5 separate regions of the Mus musculus genome follow, and all the other regions are linked to region 3. Evidence: chromatin contacts called from public HiChIP or PLAC-seq and promoter capture Hi-C data. All regions are on one chromosome and are shown on one strand. The core of a region is the stretch at or near the end of the contact, and the rest is flanking DNA. Distances in the headings are between cores, read along the strand shown. Region 1 holds the start of Nono (non-POU-domain-containing, octamer binding protein). Region 2 holds the start of Dlg3 (discs large MAGUK scaffold protein 3). Region 3 holds the start of Slc7a3 (solute carrier family 7 (cationic amino acid transporter, y+ system), member 3). Region 4 holds the start of Gdpd2 (glycerophosphodiester phosphodiesterase domain containing 2). Region 5 has its middle 33 kb from the start of Itgb1bp2.

Region 1 (5,024 bases), core at 238-2,737, 340 kb after region 3:
GTAATTTTGTTGTTATTGTTTTGTGTTGAGACAGAGTCTTAGGTACTGGATACCTTGCTACTCACTGTGTAGTCCAGGGTGGCCTTCTGGGCAAGGAGGCTCCTTTTTCAGCCTCCTGAGTACAGAAGTTAAAGGCTTAATCATTTCTGTTTGATTGTGACAGTCATACGTAGTAAACAGCTGTCATAATTGGATAGTGGATATAGGAGATCAGTAGTAGGGCTGAAACTTCATACTGAAGGGCATTATCTGATCTTGATCCCCCCCATTTTCTTTTTTCATAATAATGTGCTATCTTATCTCAAAGAATTTGGGAACCATTGGGATAAATATACCCACTATAGTAAGTTGTAGCCATATGTTGATGCACACGCACACGCAAACGGGGTGGATTGGGTAGAATATAGCTAGTCTCTACTACTGTATTGAATGGTGCCACAGAACCTTCCCAACATTGTAAGAGGCTTATTAGACAGCACAGTTCCATATCATTGTATCCCCATACAAGGTATAGGTAATGCCTATTGAGATAATCTGCCATCAGGAGTATGAATTAATTACTGAGGATTAACTACTGGTGCCTATCTATTGAACCTTGTAATCCTTGGTTAACCGCCTGGGAGAGCTAGGCATTATGGAATAACGAAGGTTATTATTACCTGATAGGCCTCCTATGGGATAAAGAGTAGGTCTGATGTGAAGACCTCCAACATACTGGTTCAGGCACCGCCGACCAACCTGTTGAGTCTCTCTGCGATGGGAACCTTAGTCTGTTTGGCCTATCGGGTTCTCTGGTTACTATGGAAATGGTGCTAGTCACAGTTCTGGGTAATCACTGAGCTTAAAGTGTCAAAATCGTTTGCCCTCCTGCCTGTTTCTACAATCATGTCCATTTCAGTTACACTTCCCAAACATACCCAGCACTGAGAAAGGAAACTAAAACTGTATAGGGTGTCAGGGTAGACGCTTTGAGGAAGTGTGGAAAAAAAGAAACATGGCGGGGCACATTTTTTTTTTTCAGTAGCAAACGGCTAGCTCTACCACATAGAATACAATGACATTGTTAGTCTTAATTTTGCACAGGCGCAGTGCATAAATTCTCAGCACACGCCTACGTGCACATTTTCCCCCCTTTTCGCTCCGATCTTCCTCTCGCACAAGTTCTCTTCTCTCCTCCTCCCACCGCTAGGTTTTCAGTCCTTCCGTAGGGCCGGGTGAGCCTCTCCTTCCGACCCCCTACCTTCCACTGCTGGCTCCCCCTCCCCCTTCCTTTTCCGTCTTGTGCTCGGCGCCTCTAGTGCATGCGCATAAGCTACGAAGCCTCGCTCTTTGTCCCCATCTGTCGTTCACACGAACCCAAGGCTTTGACAGTCGGTAGCCAATAAACGTTAAGAAATGGCGGACTAATGAGACTTTCTCGGGAGATAAACTTTGACTGGCAGTTCACATAGCCAATCGGGAATCCAAAATTGACCCCCCCCCCCCTCGGGAGGTACCGAGCTCCGTCGGCTCGTTTCCGGCGGTCGCGCGCTCTTTTCTCGGGACGGTGGAGGCCGTGCAGCGTCGCCCATACTCCGAGCAAAGAACTGTGGCCAGAGGGTGAGTTTGGGGATGGCTCTTTGGTTGCTTAGGGATGCGGTGGGGCTTCCTGCGACACTCTGGAAAGGGAGGGGTTGGGGCGAGGCCGAGTTTGCACACGGGCTATGGGTTCCGAAGGCCCGGGAGGCCTTTCCCCCTCCGCACAAGGCCTTCGCAGCCCACCCATGGGGGCCAGAGCGCTCCCTGCTCCCCGCCGCGGGCATTAGCCAATGCTTTTCTTGCTTCCTTGCCCAGACTCTTTGTGCTGCTCACCCCCAATTTTAGTGGCCCTAAGTTGTTGGCTTCTTGAACGCCCTGGGCCACAGGGTGTGGGGTCTATTATACTAAGGCCCTGAAGTCGAGGTTAGAGGAGGAGGCGCTTTGCTTTGTCGGATGCTCCTCCCTAGCCTTTCAAGGCCATTAATTCCTAGAGGGCCTGTGGGGCCCCTGGAGCTATGGATTTTTTGTTGTTGTTGTTTTGTTATTTGAAACGAAAGTGGGAAGTTTGCTAGTTCAGACCCCTTGGCTTTTGGTGCTAAGTTCATGAAACACCCTCCACCCCACCCTTGCACGCGCGCGCGCGCGCGCCTTTTTTCCGAACCCCTTGCTCCTTAAGCTTTTCCTAGGCATTTGTAGGCATCGCTTTTCTAAATTAAAAAAAAATGTTGCTTTCTGTGGCATTACTTTCGAGTATTTTTCACTTTGCGGACGTCTTACTGTAAGCTGACACCTTTCTTTGTGTTTTTAACAGCAGTCGAGGTTAGTGAGGACTGCGAGGCAGACACTTTGCTGTGTTCAAATCCAAGTCAAGGTAGGTGCAGGAGGTAGGGTCATCAGGTAAAGTGCAGGATGCTTAACTAATACAGATTTTACAGATGAGAAATTAATTTGGGGGGCACTTTTCATGTTATTTAAGCTAAACCGTTTTTAGAATCTGAAACTAAAATGTGACTGAGTGGTGTGGGTTTTTTTTTTTGTTGTTGTTTTGTTTTTATAACCCCTAATTATGGCTGTTCTAATAGGGGTTAGTGCTTAAATTTATGTTTGTCCACTTCATTGTTTTTTAAATAAAAAGTCCTAAGAAACTCAGCCGCCTTTACCGTGATTGTATTCTACAGCTTTAACAGTCGCCCACCAGGCAACCATATCAGCCTAGCAAGTTCACACTGGATTTCTCTAGCAGTTTTTCATTTAGTAATTTGACTCTTCTAAAATTGAGAGGACCTTGATTTAGATTTCAGATACCTGTGATTAATATGGTCCTGAACATGTCTGCAGGTATATCACACACAGTAGCTATAGTCTCTTTCATTGTGGTTAATCTTAGGACGTGATAGGAGACAGAAATCCTAACTGCTGATCTCTGTAGTTAGGGTTTGGTAAGTTTATTTCTGCAAAATTATATTATTGCATTTAACATAGGAACATTTCTTTCATGCTTGGTACTTGCTGTGTATACAGTGGTAATTTAGATTCTTTGGGCAGTGCTAACCTTCCTTGGTAAATGGAAACTTATGGAGAAGACTACATGGAAGGGAAAGATTTTGAAATCTGTCACCATGGGGATTTTTATTCAAAAACAAATAAAATAAATTTGGTTGTTACACGTTATCCATGCACTCAGGAGGCAGAGGCAGGTGGATTTCTGAGTTCCAGGACAACCAAGGCTACACAGAGAAAGAGAGAAACCCTGTGTGTGGGGGGGGGGGGGAAGAAAGAAAGAAAACAAGTTCTCCATGGTCAGACATGGTGGCAGAGGCAGATGGACCTCTGAGAGTTAAAGGCCAACCTGGAGTACAGAGTTCCAGGACAGCTAAGGCTATGCTGCGAGATTGGGTCGAAAGGAAGGAAAAAAGAAAGAAAGAGAAAGATTCAATTGTTGGGTGTTTATACTTTTTCTATATTGACAAGTTAGGGAGAATCTGATGATGACATTCTGTTTAACAGTCCTGTTTCTTTTTCTTTCTTTTCTTTTTTCTTTTTTTTTTTTCCTCCCGAGACAGGGTTTCTCTGTGTAGCCCTGTCTGTCCTGGAACTCGCTCTATAGACTGGCCTTGAACTCAGAAATCCTGCCTCTGCCTCCCAAGTGCTGGGATCAAAGGTGTGCGCCACCACTGTCCAGCTTTTACATTCCTATTTCTTTTTTTTTAAAGATTTATTTATTTTTTTATGTATATGAATACACTGTAGCTGTACAGATGGTTGTGAGCCATCATGTGGTTGCTGGGAATTGAACTCAGGCCCTCTGCTCACTCTGGCCCACAGATTTATTTATTATTATATGTAAGTACACTTTAGCTGTCTTCAGGCACACCAGAAGAGGGCGTCAGGTTTTGTTACAGATGGTTATGAGCCACCATGTGGTTGCTGGGATTTGAACTCAGGACCTTTGGAAGAGCAATCAGTGATCTTAGCCGCTGAGCTGATCACTCTCCAGCCCTACTACATTCCTATTTCTTGAGACTAGGAATGGTAGTTTCCTTTTTGGAGCAAACGCTTCATCGTTCCTGAGTGACAGTTAAATGATGCTTTGTAGTAGTAGTTCACGTAGGCCTTAGATTTAACCACCTCTGTAAGCTCAATAACTGTTTATTCACCCTCATCATCTCCATCATAACAGGGTGCACAAATTAGGTGTCTTAGCCAATAAGTTTGCTGGAATTTAACTTGAAGGCTCATTTGATGTATGATGGTTTTGACTTTTAGAGGTCAAGAGATCTGGGTTCCATTCCATATAGTGGTGTGGCCTTGGGTGGGTAAAGCAGGTTTGGGGCTTCTGTTTTCTCATTTAAAAGAACAGCTGGGGACACTGAATGAAATAATGCAGGTGTAGCAAGTTGTCTGAATTTTGTTGGAGTCAGGGTCTCCCCCACTATGATGGCCTGGCACTCACCATGTAGACCGGGTTGACTTACATCTTTCAGAGATCCACCTACCTTTGCCTCCTTGTGCTGGAATAAAATAAGTAAACTAGGATGCCCAGGGTTTTGTTTTAGGGGGCAGGGCCTTAAGATGTATCCCAAGCTGGCCTGAAACCTGGGTCATCCACTGAAGCCCAAGCCACTAAGCTCAGCTTTTATAAAGATTTCTATTAATGTGGAGATACATGTGGATTCCTTTGAGTGATAGAAGCCACTGAGGCTGGGTCCATTCATTTGTAATTAAAGACTGGAGGAAAAATGTTTCTTGGTTCTTAATCTGAGAAAAGGTAAGATTCTGTGGGATAAATGGCTGTGAAGATGATAAACCTGCCACTCACTACTTGGGGATAGACGGAGACATGTAATATCTGGACTTAAATCATGAAAAGCTTTGACTCAACCTGTTTCTGGGATGGGCCTTCATTTCTTTGTCTTTTTGGAGGGGGGTGTTGAGTCTTGCTACGTAGCCAAGGCATTTCTGAAACTGTCTTATCTCAGCCTCTACAGCTCGGAAAGTGCAGGTGT
Region 2 (4,949 bases), core at 2,046-4,545, 320 kb before region 3:
TCACCTGTTTGTATGTTTTTTCCTCTTTTTCTGTAAGGACTTCTACCTGTTTGATTGTGTTTTCCTGTTTTTCTTTAAGGACTTGTAACTCTTTAGCAGTGTTCTCCTGTATTTCTTTAAGTGATTTATTAAAGTCCTTCTTGATGTCCTCTACCATCATCATGAGATATGCTTTTAAATCTAGGTCTAGGTTCTCAGGTGTGTTGGGGTTCCCTGGACTGGGCGAAGTGGGTGTGCTGGGTTCTGGTGATGGTGAGTGGTCTTGGTTCCTGTTAGTAAGATTCCTCCGTTTACCTTTCGCCATCTGGTAATCTCTGGAGTTAGTAGTTATAGTTGACTCTGTTTAGAGATTGTTCTTCTGGTGATTCTGTTACCGTCTATCAGCAGACCTGGGAGACAGATTCTCTCCTCTGAGTTTCAGTGCTCAGAGCACTCTCTGCTGGCAAGCTCTCTTACAGGGAAGGTGCGCAGATATCTTGTATTTGGACCTCCTCCTGGCCGAAGAAGAAGGCCCAAAACAGGACCTTTCTCAGACACTGTGTTGCTTTGGCAGTTCCCAGGTGGTACAGACTCTCACCTAAGCAGACTAAATTCCTAAGTTCCTTGGAGTCCCGGGACCAAGATGGCGACCGCTGCTGCTGTGGCTTAGGCCGCCTCCCCAGCCGGGTGGGCACCTGTCCTCCGGTCCGGAAGGTGGCCGGCTGTCCCCGGCCCACACAGGGTGCTGCCTCAGCTCCTCTGTGCTTCTGCCTGTTCCAGAAGCTGTCAGGTTCTCTGGCGCACCCTCTCACCTGTTCAGACTAATTTCCTAAGTTCGGCGGGTCCCGGACCAAGATGGCGACCGCTGCTGCTGTGGCTTAGGTCGCCTCCCCAGCCGGGCGGGCACCTGTCCTCCGGTCCGGAAGGTGGCCGGCTGTCCCCGGCCCACACAGGGTGCTGCCTCAGCCCCTCTGTGCTTCTGCCTGTTCCAGAGGCTGTCAGGTTCTCTGGCGCACCCTCTCACCTGTTCAGACTAATTTCCTAAGTTCGTGCATATTTCTTTAAACAGTTCACACCATGGATTGTCTGTCAGTGCTCTCCATACCATCGGGAAGATGTTTAGTAACTTTCGATATAAGTAATCAAATGAGAGACGTGCAGAAATCACGTCTTTCTCTAGAACTGCTTGTAGTACCAAAATCTGCAGTAGACAGGTCTCTGTAAATGAATAGAACCAATAGAATGTATACATATTATATGTGGGCTTATTGGATTGGCTTACATGATAGGGAAACTAGCAGTCCAACAATGGCTGTCTGTACACTGGCAAGGCATGGAATGTGGTAGCTGCTCAGTCCAAAAAAAAAAAAAAAAAGACATTTCAGCAGACCCAATCCAGTGTCAAAAGCCTGGAGAGTCACTGAAAAGTCACTGGTGTTAAGTTCACTTGGATAAAGTCTGGTGGCGGCCAATAATGGCAACAGCAGTGATACGTGCAGTCAAAAGGAAGAGAAGAGGGAATAAAGGGATGGCTCAGTAGCTAAGAGCACTCGTTGTTCTTGCAGAAGACCCAAATTTGGTTCTGAGGGACAACTATCTGTAACTTCAATATCTGAGGATCTGACACGCCCTACTGGCCTCTGCCAGAACTGCACGCAAATGGCTCAAATACATACATGCAGGTAAAACACTAGTACACAGAAAATGAAACAAGTCTACAAATAATTTTTGTAAAGGAAGTGAAAGCAGGCATAGGCTTGCTGCATTTTACTCAGACCTCTCTGTATCTGGGTGACCCATTGGAAGATGCCACTCCCACTGAAGGTCTGTTCATCCGCACTTGAAATGCCCTCACAGATATGCCCAATGCGTATCTTCTAGGTGATTCTAATTCTACTGAAGTTGACAACCATGGCTAGTTACCATAACTATATGGTTTTCTGTTCTTTGTTGCACTTACGTTTGTCTACATCCTCTCAGGGACTGGGTCTGTTTGTTGTATATCGTATTGTTCTATTACTATATTCTAGAACAGTGTTTGGCATGAACATCTGTTGAATTAAGCCCAAGTCTCTATTCACAACACCCATGTGATGGCTTTACACCGGGTAAGTGCTCAATTAATGTCTGTTAAATGAAACGGAGACCTAAAATCTGCAGAACTTAGAGCACAGTGCTTATCTGAGTAGTTTAGAGCATGGGTTCCAGTCAAATGGCAAGAACTTTCATCTCTCAGTTATGCTACCTAGTTGTGTTAGCACCGCTGAGCTTACAGTTCTTATTGGTAGAATGGAGGTACCTTTAGTACTGCCTTGATAGAGACTTTTGTTTGCACCTCAGACTTTGTAACGATTCAGTCATTGTCTGCTAAAGATAAAACAAGGACAGAAACAAAAAGCTAGCCTGGGTGGCACCTGTAATATCACCAATCAAGTAGTTGAGGCAGGATGATCACTCTGTCTCAAAAAAAAAAAAAGATTCTTTCTGTCTTATGATTACCCTTTCCCCACCTTCCAACAGCGTGAGCGAGGAGAAGTCAAGGAGACCTCCTTCAATCGGGATTCCTGGGTGCTGTGCCAGAACCAAAGAATTGGCTTCTTTCACTTTAGATCTTTTCTTACCACTTCCTTGTACCCGAACTCCCTTTCCTCGTAACATTTCAAGCCTCTTTTCCCTAACATAACCATGGAGTGGAGGCAGAAGTGTCGGAGGCAGGCATAAATAGTTTTCTCTCGTTGCCGGTTCTGAGGTTAGTCTCTCACTGGTGATGTAAGAAAGGTCGACTGTGAGAGATACTCATTACAGGGCCTAGGAAATGAAAGAACAATGGTCCTGATGAGGATGCGCTGACAGACCTGGATGCTGCCCTTTTCCTTGGTCCCCTGCAGGAGGCAGCACTTCGCGCACCCTGTCCAGATGCCCCTTTGATCGGTTCTATTGCTGCCTTTACTTCTGATGGCCCTAGCTTAGAGCAAGCTTAGGGACCCATTGAGCATCTCACTGCAACTCCCTCTTGCCAGTGGGGCGGGGTGGAGCGGGCAGAAGACAGCCTGAAATTGGCAACACGAGAACACAGGATCGCAGGATCATACTCTTCAGCTCTCTAGTGGCCCAAATCTCAGCCACCTAGACTAGGGTTGCCAGTAACTCCACAGAATAGGGGAGATGTGTCTGAGTCCGGGGGGTGGGGGGGCGCCTCTGCTTCTGCTCCTTTAAGAAGCCGCTGTTTAGCATTCCTGCTGCTGCCGCTGCCGCTGCCTGACTCTGCGCTCTGATTGGCTGGAATCAATTGAGAAGGGAGCCAGGGAGAGATGCTCTTGACTCCACTCAGATCCATCCTGGGGACCTGAGCAGAAGAGGTTCTCGCCGCACCTAGCCTTTGCCTGGGCGCCCGATTCTTCTTTGCCGCTGGGCCTCGGCCCAGAAGCCACAACGGGCGACACGGAGCCGCCAGTGCTGGAGGGGGAGCCATGGGTGCGGGGCAGCGTGGGGGCAGAGGCCCCAGGACGCCCGCCCGGCCCCAGGCCCCGCTCAGCCAGGGCACCCCCACGGGTGCCCCCTCCTTCTTGGTCTGAGCAGTGCGAGTGTGCTAGGGAGCCCGGCGGCGGCGGCGGCGGCGTGGAAACTGGCGTGGGCTGGGGGGTCCGAGCCGCGGGGGGCAGTGCCATGCACAAGCACCAGCACTGCTGTAAGTGCCCCGAGTGCTATGAGGTGACCCGCCTGGCCGCCCTGCGGCGTCTTGAGCCTCCTGGCTACGGGGACTGGCAGGTGCCGGACCCCTATGGGCCAAGTGGGGGCAATGGGGCTAGCTCCGGTTATGGAGGCTACAGCTCGCAGACCCTGCCTTCACAGGCAGGGGCTACCCCCACCCCTCGCACCAAGGCCAAGCTCATCCCCACAGGCCGAGATGTGGGGCCAGTGCCCCCTAAGCCAGTCCCCGGCAAGAGCACCCCAAAACTCAACGGCAGTGGCCCCGGCTGGTGGCCCGAGTGCACCTGTACCAACCGGGACTGGTATGAGCAGGTAAGGACCGGCAGATGAGGAGGAGGGGAGGCTGGTGGGACAACCCAAAGGACTAGGGATTGGGGTCTAGGAAGTCTGGGGAGCAGTAGAGGTTGCTGGGGCTCCAAGTCTATGGATCTGAGCCTTTAGCAGCTGACCAAAGAGAGACTGTTGAAAATACATCTTCTATGTGTGTCTGTTTAGGGGGTCTCCGTTTGGAGGGGATTGGGAGGAGCTGTTTGTATCAGGGGGTGATGGTATGGCGGAGGGGCACATTTTTCTAGTGTGGGGGATTTGGGTTTGTCTCAGTGCAGGGCGGGGGGGTGGCAGTGTCTCTGTGTCTGGCAGGGGGCGGGAGGTTCTGCGGGGGTTGTATGTGGTGTGTGTCTCCATAGGAGGGGAGGAGGGGGCATGGTGCTCTGCGTGGGGGGGACATATGTGTTTGTATGTATGTTGGGGTGTGTGGAAGAAAGCAATGGAGCTTGTGTGAATGTATGTATCAGAACCCATGTGCCCAGATGGCTGAGCGTCATCTCTCCATACCATGAGTCCCTCTCCATCCCAGTCCCTTTGTGTGTGAACGTGCACATGGATATGTGAGGATGTGTCTCTGAATGTGAAGGTGTCTCTGTCGATGAGGCTGCAGGGATAGCTGTGTTCGCCCGAGGGTGTCTCCATGTATATGTGTGTAAGCATGTGGCTTCAAGAGTGTACACGTGTGTGTGTGTGTGTGTGTGTGTGTGTGTGTGTGTTGTCCCTGATGAGAAGCGCTTAACAGGCAAAAGGGGGGGGGGCAAGACACATCCCAAGCAAGGCTGAGATGCTGCTGAGAAGGACAGACTCTTTTGTCCAAGCTGCTCTGAAGTGTGTGCTGCGGGGGGTTGGGGGGCAGGGGGTGTTAAACAAGCCTTCTTGCTCCAAAGCAGGCATATTGCCTGGAACCAGGCAAAGGGTAGCTGCCCTAATGC
Region 3 (4,704 bases), core at 1,742-4,241:
CTGTAAGAAAACACAGGGCACAGTGTTCTAAACCAGGGAAGTAGGCTTCCTCCTCTGCCACCCCAAATCTGTAAGTTCACACATTGCACCCAAGACCAGCCAAGATTGTGTGACTGTTACCGGTGGTTGCAATACAGTCAAAACCAACGAAGGCATAGAAACAGGTAGCAGCGCCACGGAGAATCCCTTCCAAGCCAAAAGGCATGAAACCTCCAGAGCCCATAGAGTCCAAGCTAGAGTGCAAGAAGGAAGAGAATCCGTAAGAGTGTTCAGTTAAGTGCATCCCTTTTCTGATGCCCAGCTGTTCATTGTCTCCCATTCCCATTCTGGATTCCTCCTCCTCCCCCATTATGGTCCCAGCTTTGTGGCTCTCTAACCTACAAGTGCCGTTGGATTCACTCATGGTCAAGCAATAGTCCTCTTTCGTGAGCTTCCAGTTTCTCAGTTCTCCCTTAATGAAGCCAGAGATGATGACAAAGCTGAGAACCAAAAGGTTCATCCCTGTGAACACTTTGGTAACCAGGGCTGATTTACTTGCCCCTAAAACCAGCAATCCTGTGGGAGAAAATTGTTCAGGATCCTGAGGACAAAATCCTTCCTCCACGCTTGCTTTCCCTTTTTTCTGCCTCTGTGTGGCAGACTCTTTCCTTCCCAGCTTCCTTTCCTCCCCTCATTACCCTTGAGCGCTTCCCAAGCCCAACCCCTCCCATCATTCACCCTGCCCCTTGCCTCACCAGTGAGCAGCAACACAAGGGCCAAGGCAAAGAAATCTGGATATTCTGCAAGAACATGAGGCATCTTCAGCAAGATGGTCCCCTTCAGAGTCCGAGAGATGTGGTTTCCAATCAGGTTGTCAAAAGCAGAGCTCCAAGCCCGGGCCACACTGGCTGTACCTGGTATAGCAATTGTATTTTCTACCTTAACCCCAATACTCAGGAATATTATAAGATCAAATTCCCTCCCTCCTATACATCTGCCTCACAGATTCCTGCCATAATTACCCACCTTACTCTGTGTGTGTGTGTGTGTGTGTGTGTGTGTGTGTGTGTGTGTGTGTGTGTTTGACAGTTCTCTCTATGTAGCTCAGGCCTAGCCTGGCCTCAGACTTAACAAACTCTTGATCCTCCTACCTTAGCCTCTGAGTGCTGGAATTATAGGTGTACAACTCTAGACCCAGCTCCTGTTATTAATTTTAAAGACCCTAACTAACATCTTAATGAATGAACACCAGACGGAGGTGAACAATTGTACTGCACCTTCAAACCCTCCCTATACCCCTACCCCAAATAAATAAATAAATAAACAAACAAACAGACATCTAGAAGTATTGAGATACTAGGAAAAATAAAGACAATTTAGACTTCACTGAAATTGCACTCGGATTTCTGGATCCATAATCCCTCTGCTATTTGTGTAATCATCCATCCCTCCCATCCTACCCCAAGCATCTATCTCACCAATGACGTAGGAGAGAATGAGATTCCAGCCGGTGGTGAAGGCCCAGAGTTCACCTACGGTGACATAACTGTAGAGATATGCAGAACCAGAGCCGGGGACCCGGGCACCAAATTCAGCATAACACAGTCCAGCCAACACAGAGGACAGAGCAGCCACCAAAAAGCAGATCACAATGGATGGTCCTGCTTTATCTTTGGCCACCTCTCCAGCCAGGACATACACACCTGCACCTAATGTGCTGCCCACACCCAGAGCCACTAAGTCGAGGGTGCTCAGGCATCTGGCAAGGCGGGTCTCACCCATACCCAGCTCCAACACACGTCTCCGCACCAGCTTTTGACCAAATCTTCGAAGTGCCTGCCACAGCATTCTAGTTGGAATTGAAGAGGATGCTAGCTAGGTTCTGGTGAAAAACAAGACAAAAGCCCTTCAATGGGTCTCATTGTCCCCCACAAGCTCCAAAAGTGAATTACAAAACCCACTCCCTCCACCAGGTGAATGAGTTACAGGGACAAAGGGGGTTGGGCAGAAGAGGAGAAAGCAAGCCACTTCCACCTCTAATTACCATTTCTTCATATGCAAGTAGGAATTACAATAATAATGCAAGTGGGGATTACAGTGTCTCCCAGGCAGGTGGAAGGACCCATTTCAGAAAAGGCTAGAGAAAGCTCTGTATAGCACAGTGGTTGGCCTTTAGTAAGTGCTAGGACATTAGGTTTCTTCTTTTCCTGCCCAAGAACCTATGGGATTTACCCTAGAGCCCAGCCCAGCAGCCTTGAAACCTAACATTTCTGTTTCCCCGGCCTATGGCTCCTGGTGAATCAAGCGGAACTCAACTCGGGGCAACTCTGAAAGAACCCTTTTTTTTTTACACCCATTACCCACATCCCTTTTAGTGAGCGCCCAGAGAGCTTCAGAGACGTGGCTACGCCTGGAAGAGGGGACTGACCTCAATCTTATCCCTTCTCACCAAGCCCCGGCGATCCACCTGAGCCTTCTTTGCCCTCGGAGAAAGCAAATGTTCCCCACCTCCTCCGGCTAGGCTACGATGACCAGTGAGCACCAGCAGTGAGGCGGGGCTTCGGTCTCTGAAATTGGGAGATGCGCCTGGGGGGTGGGGGGCAAAACCAGCCCGAGATCGCTAGCACTTCCCTCTCGGCCGATTAGGGGTCCCGCCCGGTGGCCCTAGACTCAGCATCTAGATTTTTATGGCTCCATGAAGAAAAACAATCTGGAAATGCGCTGGAGCTAGGGAGCCCTGGCTCCTGGGCTAGGGTCTTACCAGCAACAGGTCACAGTTGCGCTGATGCAATTGCAAGCCCTGGTTGCCTGAAAAGCCTAGGTAAAAGAGGAGCCTCCCTCTCCCCACTCTGACACACGTGCCAGCCCCAAAGGCTTACCGGAGAGCCCTGGCAAGCCCAGAGAGAGAAGATTCTCAGATCCGGTTCAGTGAGGCTGACTTCAGTCGAGTTGGGTTGGGTGTGCTTCAATGCCGCAGCTCAGGGTCCTTGCAAGCCAAGCGCCCCTTATATTCACCGGGAGGAGGAGCCAGTAACGTCATGGGATCCCAGCCCTAAGCCCTCTCCCTACACATGACACACAACACAATATACATACTGAAGAGTTGAAAATCACTAGCAACCTGTTAGGTTCATAAACACTTGGGTCATAAACACTTGGTCCTTGAGCCTCAGCCAATCCCGGAAGATACCTTACCTTTCCTGGATCAATCATAATGTTCCAACGACCCGTGTGGAATGTCTCAAAGCCCCAGGAGCGTTGCCTAAGGTAGCACATCACCTAGCTGTTAAGAAAATTTATGGTTTTAAAATTTCCCCTTTTCCTCCCCCTGGTTTGTGGTTTTTGCCTTTATAAGCTCTGTAAAATTTCAGGCCGGGGTCGAAACTCCTCTACTCCTTGCTTGGTGTATGAGTCTCGACCCCAGCATGCTGGCCTGAGCTCTCGTTCTGTCTCGCTTTCAATAAAAATTCCTCGTGTGATCACAAAGTCCGGTCTCTGTGTCCCACTGGGTGCGCGACGTTCCCGAGACTTGAGTGAGGGTCTCCCTTCGGGGGTCTTTCAATACCAACACACTCGCTTGTGTACACGCGGGCACACACACACGCACACACACGCACACGCACACCGTCAGTCACCAGTCACATGGCTTTGCAACATTGGTCGCTTTTGGCCTGAGACTGCTTCCCAACCAAAAAAAACAAGCAGGGCATGGCCGGGAGTGAGAAAAGAGGGATAGCCTTTAACCATTTGCCTCTCTGGTGGTCAAAAGACAATTAAAAGCTTCCTGACCACAGATCCCATGGGTATTTTCTACCTTTATGCAAGATTAGTCAGAATCAGCAAACATTCGCAGCACTGGGGAGGGGAGTGAATAAAGAGAATTGGGTTTGTGTGAAGGCTGGAGGGGCAAATAGCACCAAGTCTCCATCTCACTGTGTCTTCTCCCTGAGCACGTTTGTCTGCATGAAATCCTTCAGGACCTTGCAAGACTATCAACAGCCCCGACTGCTGCCTCTGCTCTCACTCTCTAATACAGACAGCAAGAAAATGGAAGACAGTTTCAAACCACCTGTACACCGATCATTAACCCCGAGTAGATTCCTAGGCCACAATGTATTTGTAGCATCTCTCCACCTGCCTATTAATATTAAATATGAAATTATGAATATTTAAATATTGAAGGAGCGAAACTTTTTAAAATTGATAGTGATGGGGATCAATCCTGTAGGTCTCCCCAGTGCCAAGATTATACCAATGAGCTGCAGCCCCACCCTTTTAATTCCATTTTGCTGATGACTAAGCTGAAGTTTGGAGCATCAGACTTAGCATTGAGTCACCATTCATTCTGATAAAACCTGGCCTGTTGTTTTAAGGTCTGGCCTCCCATAGGTACTATACTTCATTCAAATGCACAAGAAAGAGGAAGTGTGAAGCTCATGCATGAAGTAGGTCCTTTTTAGGCTAGGAATTCCTAGGAAACCGCAGAAGATTGTAGAAACTTAAGAAAAGAATGCACTTGTTAAAGAGCTGCTATAAAGCTACGTCTACCAAAGAAACACGAGTAAAATCCTTGGGACCGATGGAGATCTGGCTTAGTGGTTGAGTGCTGAATTCAATGCCTCAGAGGTGGGGGTGGGAGCAAACACATTTACTCCTAGTCTTTAATGGTCTAATCTGAGAAAGAAAACCTCCACAGCACAATTAGAGGCTCCTTAGGCAACGCTC
Region 4 (5,202 bases), core at 1,989-4,488, 360 kb before region 3:
AATACCAGCTTCTTCTCTGGCTGCTCTCCTATCCAAGAAGAGTCCCACTGAGTTTAGGGCCATTGTCTCTTCTGTCTGCCGTGGACACAGTCCGAGGGTGAGGCACAGAGGGGAAGAGCACTAATGACTTCAGTAGTTTTAGGTCTTGCTATTGAGAAAATGAGAAAAGTGTCCCTGAAAGGAGGAGGACCTTGGCTGAGTGTTGGCCTTTACTATCTAAGCCTTCAAACAACTACTTTGCTTCTCTAGAAGGCATTGAGCCTTCTACTGGAGAGAGAACCAACTGACCTGCCTGATAAGTCTAGAGGAGCCAGTCCCCAGTACAGTCTAGCTCACTCTTTGTGAGCAGTTGAATTGTCTCTTCATGGAACTAAGGCCGACATGTTCTTCTTTCATGATCACATCAGCTTAATGGAAGAGTCTCGAGTAGGATGGAGACCTGGCTCGACTCCCTCACCACACCTCATGAATTGGGCAGGGAGCTTTCCTGCTCCATTCCAACGCCAGACTTGACAAACCCTTCAACTGTCTGTCACACGTGTTACTGAAGTGAATGTCACATTTTAAAAATGTTAAGAAAATAAATAAACCTTAGTTCATCTACTAGTTGAAGGAGATCCTTCTATGCTAGAGGAAGAAATAAAATTCCAACATGTTTTCTTCATCCCCTGGGAAGTCTTAAAGAGATCCATTTCAGTTTCCCCACAAATACACATCCTTCCTTTTTCTGGGAAGGCTGCCTAGTGTTTTGTTTGGTGGTTTGTTTTGTTTACAGGGATAGGGACTGAGCAAAGGGGCTCACAGACATGCCAGGCAAACATTCTATCACTGAGCTACACCCTGACCCAGCTCCCTACTGCTGCTTTAGGAGCATGAAGGACCCTGACAAAGCTAGTTTCTACACATTTCGTGAGCATCCCCTTCCCCATATGCCTGCCAGAACTGTGTTTGCTTCTCAACAAAAAGATGCTTAGGCTAGAGACATGGCTCCGCGGTTAAGAGCAGTGGGTACTCTTCCAGGGGTCCTGAGTTCAATTCCCAGAAACCACATGGTGGCTCATGACCATCCGTAATGGGATCTGATGCCCACTTCTGGCTTACAGGCATATATGTAGTTAGAACACTGTATACATATGTCTTAGTCAGGGTTTCTATTCCTGCACAAACATCATGACCAAGAAGCAAGTTGGGGCAGAAAGGGTTTATTCGGCCTATACTTCCATACTGCAGTTCATCACCAAGGAAGTCAGGACTGGAACTCAAGCAGGTCAGGAAGCAGGAGCTGATGCAGAGGCCATGGAGGGATGTTACTTACTGGCTTGCTTCCCCTGGCTTGCCCAGCCTGCTCAGTTATAGAACCAAGACTACCAGCCCAGAGATGGTCCCACCCACAAGGGGTCTTTCCCCCTTAATCACTAATTGAGAAAGTGCCTTACAGATGGATCTCATGGAGGCATTTCCTCAACTGAAGCTCCTTTCTCTGTGATAACTCCAGCTGTGTCAAGTTGACACAAAACTAGCCAGTACAACATAGTAAACAAATCTTTTTAAAAAAATGTTCAAGGTCCTTAGCCTGTACTTTGCATATAAGAAAATCAAGTGTCTGCTTTACCATACAATAGCAAATACTTGAGAGATGGAGTTGACTGGAGAATGTGTTTAATTTAGCTCATGGTTTTGGAGGCCCTGGGCCATGCTTAGAAACCCATATTAGATCATGACAGAAGTACGATGGAGCAGGATGGGAGAAAATAGTGGAAGGATCTGGGTCCCATCACCAGCCTTCGAGAGCATACTCTCCAGTATACAAAAGACAGACACTCCACGAGAACCTACCTCGCTATAAAGTTTTCCCCAACCTCCCAAATTGTACCACAGGCCAGGGAACAAGCTGTGAACACACAAGCCCTTGGGGAACATTAAATATCTAACAGAGATAGTACCGTGGTACAAAGAGGTGGTTATATAGAGTTACAATGTCAGTGAATATTAGAGCTGGGAACAGAAGCCAGTTACATTTACCATATAGTTCTTTCTAGTGCCCTGCAATCCTACTAATGCTTTTCCGTTTACAGAACAAAACTACTGCCCCCTTGCTTTCTCCCTTAAAAAGGAAGTGGGGGGGGGGGGACAAGGATTATTCCTTACCTTATGCCAGATTTCTTGTCTCCAGTTAGAAGCCAGAAGGGGGGCCAGCCATGCAGTACCTCATACAGGCTATATTTGAAACCTTTTGGGAGTTTGCAAGCCTTGAGGCTCATCCATGCATATCGAATGCTGTCCCCACCCCACCACCCCCAAAAGGCTCTCAAACCATCCCCACGTACAAGAAAACAAGACTCTAGAATCCACCACAACCCAAGCAAAGGAAATTGAAAAACAACCTGCCAAGAATGACTCCCAGTGGAGGACTAGGTGACCCGCTGGCCCTCCCTGGCTTCCTGCCAGCAAGCAGCCTTGCTCCTCTTTGCATTTTAATTCTGAGAGAGTTAGAGAATCTCTGTCATTGCCAAATAGAGCCTCTGGATACAATGGGAAAGCTGAGAGGGAGGGAACCAGCTCCTGGCAGAAGAGAGCCAGTCTCCCTCACTGGATAAAATTGAGTGTGTGGAGGGGGAGGGGAAGCCAGCTTATCTGTAAGGAGTCATCCTTTCCCACCCTCCATAGTGCTCACACACAGACCCCAAGTCACTTCATCAGCCCCAATCCAAGAGCTGTCCATCAACACAGCTCCCATGCAATCCTGTACTTTTTATACTAAGCTGACCACAGCTTGCTAGGCCACCTGCTTCTTTTGTACATGTTCATCTTCCAAAAGCCTGGTACCCTAATACACTATACACTCCTGAAGCCATTCAGTGCTTGATAAACAAGACAGCGAGCCTGATATCCTGAATGAGCACCTGATGGGTGGTGCGGTGAGGGCTATTGAATACATCCACAGGGACTCCTGGTCCAGAAATGGGGCATCTTACTGCCTAGAGTTCATAAAGTCACTTCAATAGCATCACATCGATGGAACTTGCAGAAGTATAAATAGCCCAAGAGGAAAGGGAAGCTAATGATTGGAAGTTGTACTCCTAGGAAGCTTGAGGTTAGACTTCCTTATCCACTCAAGAGTTTCTAGGGGACTGGCAGGGCCCCTTCTCCTCGCTGCCAAGTTGCAAAATTGTGTGGTCACCTCCCCCAGCTTCCCTCCCTCCTATGCCCTCAGTCCTGGCCTCCTAGAGCCAGGACAAAGCCCTCAGGCAGTGACTGGGAGGGGAACAGGAGGAGGGACAGAGGGATGGGGAAGGCTGCACAAAGGAATTCCTCACACCAAGCCCCCTGACTGCCAGCTCCAGAGAGTAAAGAAGCCGACCTCCTCTCCAGCTAGCTCACTCGCTCATCTTCCCACCATGACTGTGCTCGAGCCATAGCGCCTCTCCCGGCCTTCCAAGAGGACCCACACTTCTTCCTGTAGGTGGCAACAGTGACACCTGTTTGACCAGTGAGGCTGAGCCAGGGACTGCAAGAGGGAGGAGGCAGACAACTCGGAGAGGAGCTGGGAGGCAGAGCTGCGGGCTTGCTTGCTCACTGTGTAAAAGGTGTGAGGGCTCGGGAAGGCTGGGGGCTACCGCTGGGGAGCCGGGAAGCAAAGAGCGGCTCAAGCCGGGAGGGATGGAGCCCAGGGGGCTATGCAGCACCCCTGTCAGATTCCCTGCTCCGGGTCTTTCAGACTGGCCAGATCCTGATTCCATCTTCCAGGCAACTCTTGAGGGAGGTAGGACTCTGGAAATCTGGGGTGCCCGGGTATGACCCTAGACGAAGCAAGGGATGTGGATTGGTGCTCAGGGCAGGATACTGTAGCCCAGTTCCGGGATGGGGAGAAGCAGGGGCCTCTCTTTGGGTTGACCAGTCAGTATAGTGGGAAGGGACCCAGCTCCCACCCCTCCACTACCTAGACGGGACCCTCCTTTCCTAAGGAGAATTTATTAAGGGGGCATCTTTAAGAGCAGACACACCTTGCGTTCTTGCAAGAGCTCTCACACAGAGTGAAAAAGCGACACCGTTCCTTTGTACAGGACAGTTAGATGAGAGAGAGAGAGAGAGAGAGAGAGAGAGAGAGAGAGAGAGAGAAGAGAGAGAGAGAGCAGAGAGGAGAGAAAGAGGGAGAGCATAGAGGGAGAGAGGGAGAGAGAGAGCAGAGAGGAGAGAAAGAGGGAGAGCAGAGAGGGAGAGAGAGAGAGAGAGAGAGGAGAGAGAGCAGAGAAAGAGAGAGAGAGAGATTATCCAGAGGCTCCTTTACATAGTCATTTTGAAACCCATTTTACTGGGAGCCACAAGTCCACTAGTGCACACACATGTTCATCTGCTGATACATGACCCACAGTCACACCCTGCTTATTGCTTACGTTGGTAGTTCAGTAGTAGACTTCTCACCTGCTGCAAACTGCACACCCTCTCAAGTAGAATCACACTCACAAGCCCAGTCTGGTTTGTAGATCTGCTTAGTCTCAGCCGTACTGAGAACCACAAGGCACAGGAATACCCTGCTCCAGAACAATTCCCCTGCCGCCGCCACCACCCCCCCCCCCCGCTACAGACACGCACAAGCAGACACGCACACATGCACCTTTGCCCTGTGTGCTTAATGTACTTTAAGGATAGCTCAGAGGGTGGGGCCTCTGGGACGGGGAAGGTGGGAGTTGGGTTTCTATTTGGGGTGGAGGGTGACTGTATATGATGTCTGGGAAGGAAATGATAAGGCTAGGTTGTGGGGGCGGGGGGGAGACTTGGATTTTCTGGACTGTGCAGACAGGAATGAGGTTCCTTTAGAAGGCAGTGATCCAGGCAGCCTGCTCCCCTCAAGTCTTCTATTTTACAGTGCCCCTAACCCCTGAGAAGTGGACACAGAGAATCTTTTAGTCAGGGGCTTTGTGGTTTGTTCAATCCCGTATCCATAGCAACTAGTCAACTGGCTGTGTCTCTCTCAGCCTGGGGTCAGAATGAGAACCTCAGCTTCAGGTTGACTCCTGCTTTCTGGGGTGCAAGACAGCACCAGGCTGCCTCAAGCTCAGGCAGATCTGCCTTAACTTGCCGAACTGAGTTTGCCCCACCCTGAGGCAATTTCTCCTAAGTTACTCTGGGCAAGCACTCCAAAGCCAGCTTTGGATGTCATTAAATAGGAAGGATCTGGAGAGAGTGGGTACACATATGACG
Region 5 (4,721 bases), core at 793-3,292, 400 kb after region 3:
CCACTCCTCTCCACTCACAGAGATCTCCCTACATCTGCCTTCTGAGTGCTACGATTAAAGTGTGCCACACACAACCTAAATTCCTCTTTTGATAAAACAGTGTTTTTCTCGGGCAGTGTACTGTTTTAGTAAGTTGGAGTCAGTGCCACAAAGTGCAGCTTCTTATGTGACATTGCCTATTCTAAGTGGACTCCTTTGTATCTGACTTCATTCACTTAGCCTGTTTCAAGGTTGATTCATGTTCCCTAATGCCACCTTTGTTGTTCCAAATGACAAAATTTAATTTTTATCATATGTATTTTGTGTGTGTGCACACACACCATATGTGTGCCACAGTATGCATGTGGAGGTCAGAGGACAATTTGCAGAAGTTGGCTCTCACTTGCAGCCATGTGGGTCTGACGGACTGAACTTGGTTGTCTGAATTGTCAGCAAAGACATTTACCACCTAAACCATCTCACTGGCCCCCAGAGGTTCTTATTTCAAACCTAAATAGGGTTTCATTCTGTGCACACATATTACCTTTTCCCTTATCCATTCATCTGTGCATGTGTGCTTAGGCTGAGCTCTACAATTTGGCTATTGTGAGTAGTGCTGCAATTACTGGATTTTCTCAATTATAGTTAAATTTGATGAAGCAGAGAGCAGAATGGTGATAAGTGGATTCTGCGAGGCATAGAGAAAGTGGGGAGATGATAGGCAATGGTCTGAAGTAGAATGAATATGTTTAATTTTCTTTGAGATATATATTGTGTGTTGAATATAGTAAACAATAGTGTACTGTACATTTTCAAATGGTTAGGAGGCCTGAGAGTGTAGCACAGTGATGGAGTGCTTTAGTAGCATGGATTTGTCACATGCAAAACACTGTATCACTGACAGGTGCTACATCCCCAGCATCAGGACCACAGTTTTCATTACTCAAGCTTTGCAGTGAGTTTTGAAATCCATAAGTAAGTCCTCTGAACATTCTTTGGTTTTTATTGTTTTAGTAGTATGTTGTCTACTTGCGGTTCCTTTGGACCCTGTATTATTATTAGGGTGGGTTTTATAACAACATGTTTTTGAGACAGGGTATACTGGATAGTTTTCTATCAACTTGATACAAGTTAGAGAGGAAGGAGCCTCAGTTGAGGAAATGTCTCCATGAGATCCAACTGTAAGGTGGTTTTTCAATTAGTTATCCATGGGAGATAGCCCAACCTATTGTGGGTAGTGCCATCCCTAGGTTGGTGGTCCTGGGTTCTATAAGAAAGCAGGCTTTTGCCAGGTGGAGGTGATGCTCACCTTTAATCCCAGCACTTGGGAGGCAGAGGCAGGCAGATTTCTGAGTTTGAAGCCAGCCTGGTCTACAAAGTGAGTTCCAGGACAGCCAGGGCTATACAGAGAAACCCTGTCTCGAAAAACCAAAAAAGGAAAAAAAAATTGAATCTTCGGACCAATTAAGAAATCCTGTTAGAAAAATTCTAAACATAATTCTTGGGTTTTCCAATCAAAATCAGAAAGCCAGAAAACATTCTAAAAGATCTGTGTTCAGTCTTCAGACAGCCTTCTCTGGATAGCTGCTAGCAAACCTTCTGAAAGAGCTCTCTAAGTAATTCTTGGAATTTGAGGTCAGAAATCCTATTAGAAAAAAATTCTAAAAGAGCTTTGAAAAATTCTAAAAGAGCTGTGCTTGCTGTCCATGGATTTTTCTGACCAAAATCAGACATTCTGTTATAAAAAAAAATAGTGAAGAACCGTGTTTGCAGAGCTTCCCAGATACCTCAGCTTTCTACAGAAACAAATTCTAAACAGGAACTGCCGTCACTTTCTGCTAGCTCATCCCAACACAGACTAAAAGCCCAGTTTTCAAATACATATCAATCCGGTTATTTATTCCAGGTTCCCTCTTGACCATCCCAGGAATCAGCATTCCATGACCTTAGCCCCTTGATTGTTAAGAAGAGACAGCAACCGAAACACAGACAATTAGAGAGCTCAGTGGGACCTAGCCCTGGAATTACCATTCCAACCACGCCTCGACCTAGGCTGACCTTGAACTCAGGAATCTGCCTGTCTGGTCTGGATCGTTCTGGGTCCTGCTGCTCTGTTCCAGGGACAGGAACCAAGTCATGCAATGCAGTCCCTTACGTATGACCAAGCAGAACTTGGCATTATACACTACCTTTCAATCTATGATGAGGCATCTTTTTAATATATATTACATGTGTATGTATGTATACCTGCATCTCTGTATCTGCCCTATGTGCCTGAAGTTCCCATGTAAGCCAGAAGAGGCTAGCAGATCCCCTGGCTTTTGTAATTTTCACTGCCAGTAATAGAAATGCATTCACACTTTAAAAAAGAAACTGGATCCAGCCAGGCAATGATGGCACACCCCTTTAATTCCTGCACTTGGGAGACAGAGGCAGGTGGATCTCTATGGATTTGAGTCCAACCTTGTCTATAGAGCTAGTTCTGGGACAGCCAGGGCTATGCAAAGAGAACCTGTCTCAAAAGAAAAAAAGAAAAGAAAAGAAACTGGATCTGTGATCTAGGGAGATGGTTCTCTGGGTCAAATGTACCTGCGTAAAGCTGGCGATAGCACCATATATCTGGAGCCCCATTGCTAGGCTGGAGTTACAGATCTCTGTATCCCTGGGGCTCGCTCACTGGCCAGACAGTTTAGTTCAATCAGTGAGCTTCAGGTTCAGTGAGAAATCCTGTCTCAAAGAAAAGGTGTAAGGCAATAGGGGAAAACTTCCACATGTATGTGTATCCTATACACAAACCTATGTAAACATATACCACCAAACATACATATACACAGACTTTTGTATATACAGAGCCTGGATTTGAGCTAGGTGACCATAGGGTTGTACACTATAATCCTAGCACTTGGGAGGCTGAGGCAGGAATATTGCTTTGTGTTTCTAGTCAGCCACAGCTACATAGTAAGACCGTGTCTCAAAAACAAAACAAAGTAATGCTAACATATAAAAACAGAGCCAGGGAGATGGTTCAGTGGATATTGGTTCATTTCCTGCCAAGTCTGAGTACCTGTGTTTGATACACAGAATCTACATGTTACCCTCTGACTTCAACATGTGCACTGTATGTGGAAACACAAATGTAGACATATGTGTGTGCACACACACATACATACATACATACATACATACATACACACACACTAAATGAATGTGAGAATTTTTTTGTTTTAAAACATTAAAAATGGGGGCTGGAGAATGGCTCAGCAGTTAAAAGCACTGACTGTTCTTCCAGAGGTTCTGAGTTCAAATCCCAGCCATCATATGGTGGCTCACAACCATCTGTAATGGGATCTGATGCCCTCTTCTGGTGTGTCTGAAGACAGCAACAGTGTACTCACATTCATAAAATAAATCTTTTTTAAAAAAACATTAAAAACAAGAAAAAGATATTTGGCCCTGACTGGCCCAAGAAATTGTGCCATAGTCTTCTGAATGTCCGAGTGAACATCATCTCACCTGGCTACCATTTGATCTTTTTCAATACTGGAAAGTGAACCCAAGGCCCTGCACTCTACCACTGAGCTACATTACCGGTCCCTTTTTTATTTCAATACAGGTCCTCAAGCAGGGCGGTGGTGGTGCATGCCTTTGATCCCAGCACTTGGGAGGCAGAGGCAGGTGGATTTCTGAGTTCGAGGCCAGCCTGGTCTACAAAGTGAGTTCCAGGACAGCCAAGGCTATACAGAGAAACCCTGTCTCAAAAAACCAAAAAAAAAAAAAAAAAAAAAAAAAAAAAAAAAAGAGAGAGAGAGAGAGAGAGACAGGTCCTCACTGTAAAAGTAAGAGGCTTTTCTATGCCCATCCTTGCTTTGGCAAGGAGACCTTTATATTTATGAATAAGCTAGCACTATAGCTGGCACTATTCTAAGCTAGCCAACTTCCCAGCTGCATGGTCCCTTACCTGTCATCTTAGTCCCCCTCCTTCATTTGGTCTTACCTGAGACCCTCTTCCTTTCTCTAAGCACAGAAGTGCTGCCTTTTCCTCTCCTGCTCAGCTATAGGCTGTTGAGCTCTTTATTTGACCAATCAGGGGATAGAGAAAAATGTTTTACAAAATACTGAGTCTGGGGGTGCCTCATAATAATAATACCAAATTACTGACTGCAACTAGATCTCTGGGTACAGAAATCAGCAATTGAATACACAATGCACAAAACATCCCTAACATCTCACTAAGTTCTACAGTTTGGTCTCAAGTTTGCAATTCTCCTGTCTCAGTCTCCTGAGTATGTGGCAGGTACACGCTACTGATCTGATCTGCAGTTAATTTTTGTTGCTATTATTATACTTCTGGGAGTCAAACCTAAGCTTTAATTATTTTCTTTTATTTTTATGTGTTCAGGAGTCTTGTCTGCATGCAGTCTGTGAACAATGTGCAAGCATGCCTGTTGAAGCCAGATGATGATGTCAGATTCTCTGAGACTGGAGTTACAGATGGTTGTGAGCAACCAACCATATGGGTACTGGGAATCAAAGCAAGGTCCTCTAAAGAGCAGCCAGTGCTCTTTAATGCTGAGCCACTGTCCAGTCAGTTCTTGTGTTTTAATTCCATTTGTCTGTCAATCCATCCATCTATCTGTCTGTCTGTCTGTCTATTTATCTATCTGTTTGTGCTGAGGCCTGCCCACCTATCCTAGCTGTAACCATCTTGTTCTGCTGTAATATGCCTGCCAGTCACTGACACA

Evidence for each region. Promoter capture Hi-C pulls out the DNA fragments that hold promoters and counts their contacts. HiChIP or PLAC-seq counts read pairs in DNA pulled down with a chosen protein or histone mark. Capture Hi-C pulls out chosen DNA fragments and counts their contacts.
Region 1: a contact with region 3 is called in a promoter capture Hi-C map of embryonic stem cells, with 4 times the contacts expected there. The contact joins the promoter of Nono here to the promoter of Slc7a3 in region 3. A contact is called at or near these places in 5 of 39 promoter capture datasets (cranial neural crest, embryonic stem cells and stem cell-derived epiblast-like cells), 2 of 484 Hi-C or Micro-C datasets (both in embryonic stem cells) and 4 of 115 datasets of contacts at active chromatin or transcription factors (all in embryonic stem cells).
Region 2: a contact with region 3 is called in an H3K4me3 HiChIP or PLAC-seq map of stem cell-derived neural progenitor cells, with 5 times the contacts expected there. The contact joins the promoter of Dlg3 here to the promoter of Slc7a3 in region 3. A contact is called at or near these places in 12 of 39 promoter capture datasets (the 3T3-L1 cell line, 3T3-L1-derived adipocytes, the C10 cell line and 6 more), 4 of 484 Hi-C or Micro-C datasets (all in embryonic stem cells), 7 of 115 datasets of contacts at active chromatin or transcription factors (embryonic forebrain, embryonic stem cells, large pre-B cells and 1 more) and 4 of 9 other capture datasets (adipose tissue, embryonic stem cells, liver and 1 more).
Region 4: a contact with region 3 is called in a promoter capture Hi-C map of pancreatic islet. The contact joins the promoter of Gdpd2 here to the promoter of Slc7a3 in region 3. A contact is called at or near these places in 3 of 39 promoter capture datasets (the C10 cell line, embryonic stem cells and liver), 1 of 115 datasets of contacts at active chromatin or transcription factors (embryonic stem cells) and 3 of 9 other capture datasets (adipose tissue, embryonic stem cells and pancreatic islet).
Region 5: a contact with region 3 is called in an H3K27ac HiChIP or PLAC-seq map of embryonic stem cells, with 10 read pairs. The contact joins the enhancer-like site here to the promoter of Slc7a3 in region 3. A contact is called at or near these places in 10 of 39 promoter capture datasets (the 3T3-L1 cell line, the C10 cell line, the HPC-7 cell line and 7 more), 6 of 115 datasets of contacts at active chromatin or transcription factors (all in embryonic stem cells) and 1 of 9 other capture datasets (adipose tissue).

Annotation. Positions count from the first base shown.
Region 1 is chrX:101,428,164-101,433,187 of GRCm38.p6, forward strand. It overlaps Nono (non-POU-domain-containing, octamer binding protein), which reads left to right and starts at 1,488. Exons shown (of 12, transcript NM_023144.2): 1 at 1,488-1,599; 2 at 2,330-2,389.
Region 2 is chrX:100,764,427-100,769,375 of GRCm38.p6, forward strand. Dlg3 (discs large MAGUK scaffold protein 3) reads left to right here and starts at 3,296. Exons shown (of 21, transcript NM_016747.4): 1 at 3,296-4,002. The coding sequence starts at 3,646.
Region 3 is chrX:101,082,414-101,087,117 of GRCm38.p6, forward strand. It overlaps Slc7a3 (solute carrier family 7 (cationic amino acid transporter, y+ system), member 3), which reads right to left and starts at 2,992. Exons shown (of 12, transcript NM_001301840.1): 1 at 2,859-2,992; 2 at 1,458-1,861; 3 at 735-893; 4 at 378-555; 5 at 121-233. The coding sequence starts at 1,827.
Region 4 is chrX:100,726,609-100,731,810 of GRCm38.p6, forward strand. It overlaps Gdpd2 (glycerophosphodiester phosphodiesterase domain containing 2), which reads left to right and starts at 3,239. Exons shown (of 16, transcript NM_023608.4): 1 at 3,239-3,587. It overlaps Gm52438 (a long non-coding RNA gene), which reads right to left and starts at 2,560. Exons shown (of 3, transcript XR_003953096.1): 1 at 2,149-2,560. It overlaps Kif4 (kinesin family member 4), which reads left to right. Exons shown (of 30, transcript NM_008446.2): 30 at 1-663. The coding sequence ends at 51.
Region 5 is chrX:101,479,784-101,484,504 of GRCm38.p6, forward strand. No RefSeq gene overlaps it. Among named protein-coding and RNA genes, the nearest start is that of Itgb1bp2, 33 kb to the left of the region's middle. Within about 2 kb of position 2,043, at least 10 of the 459 cell types and tissues checked have an H3K27ac peak or open chromatin away from gene starts, as enhancers often do. A contact at or near this core is called in embryonic stem cells, where this site is marked.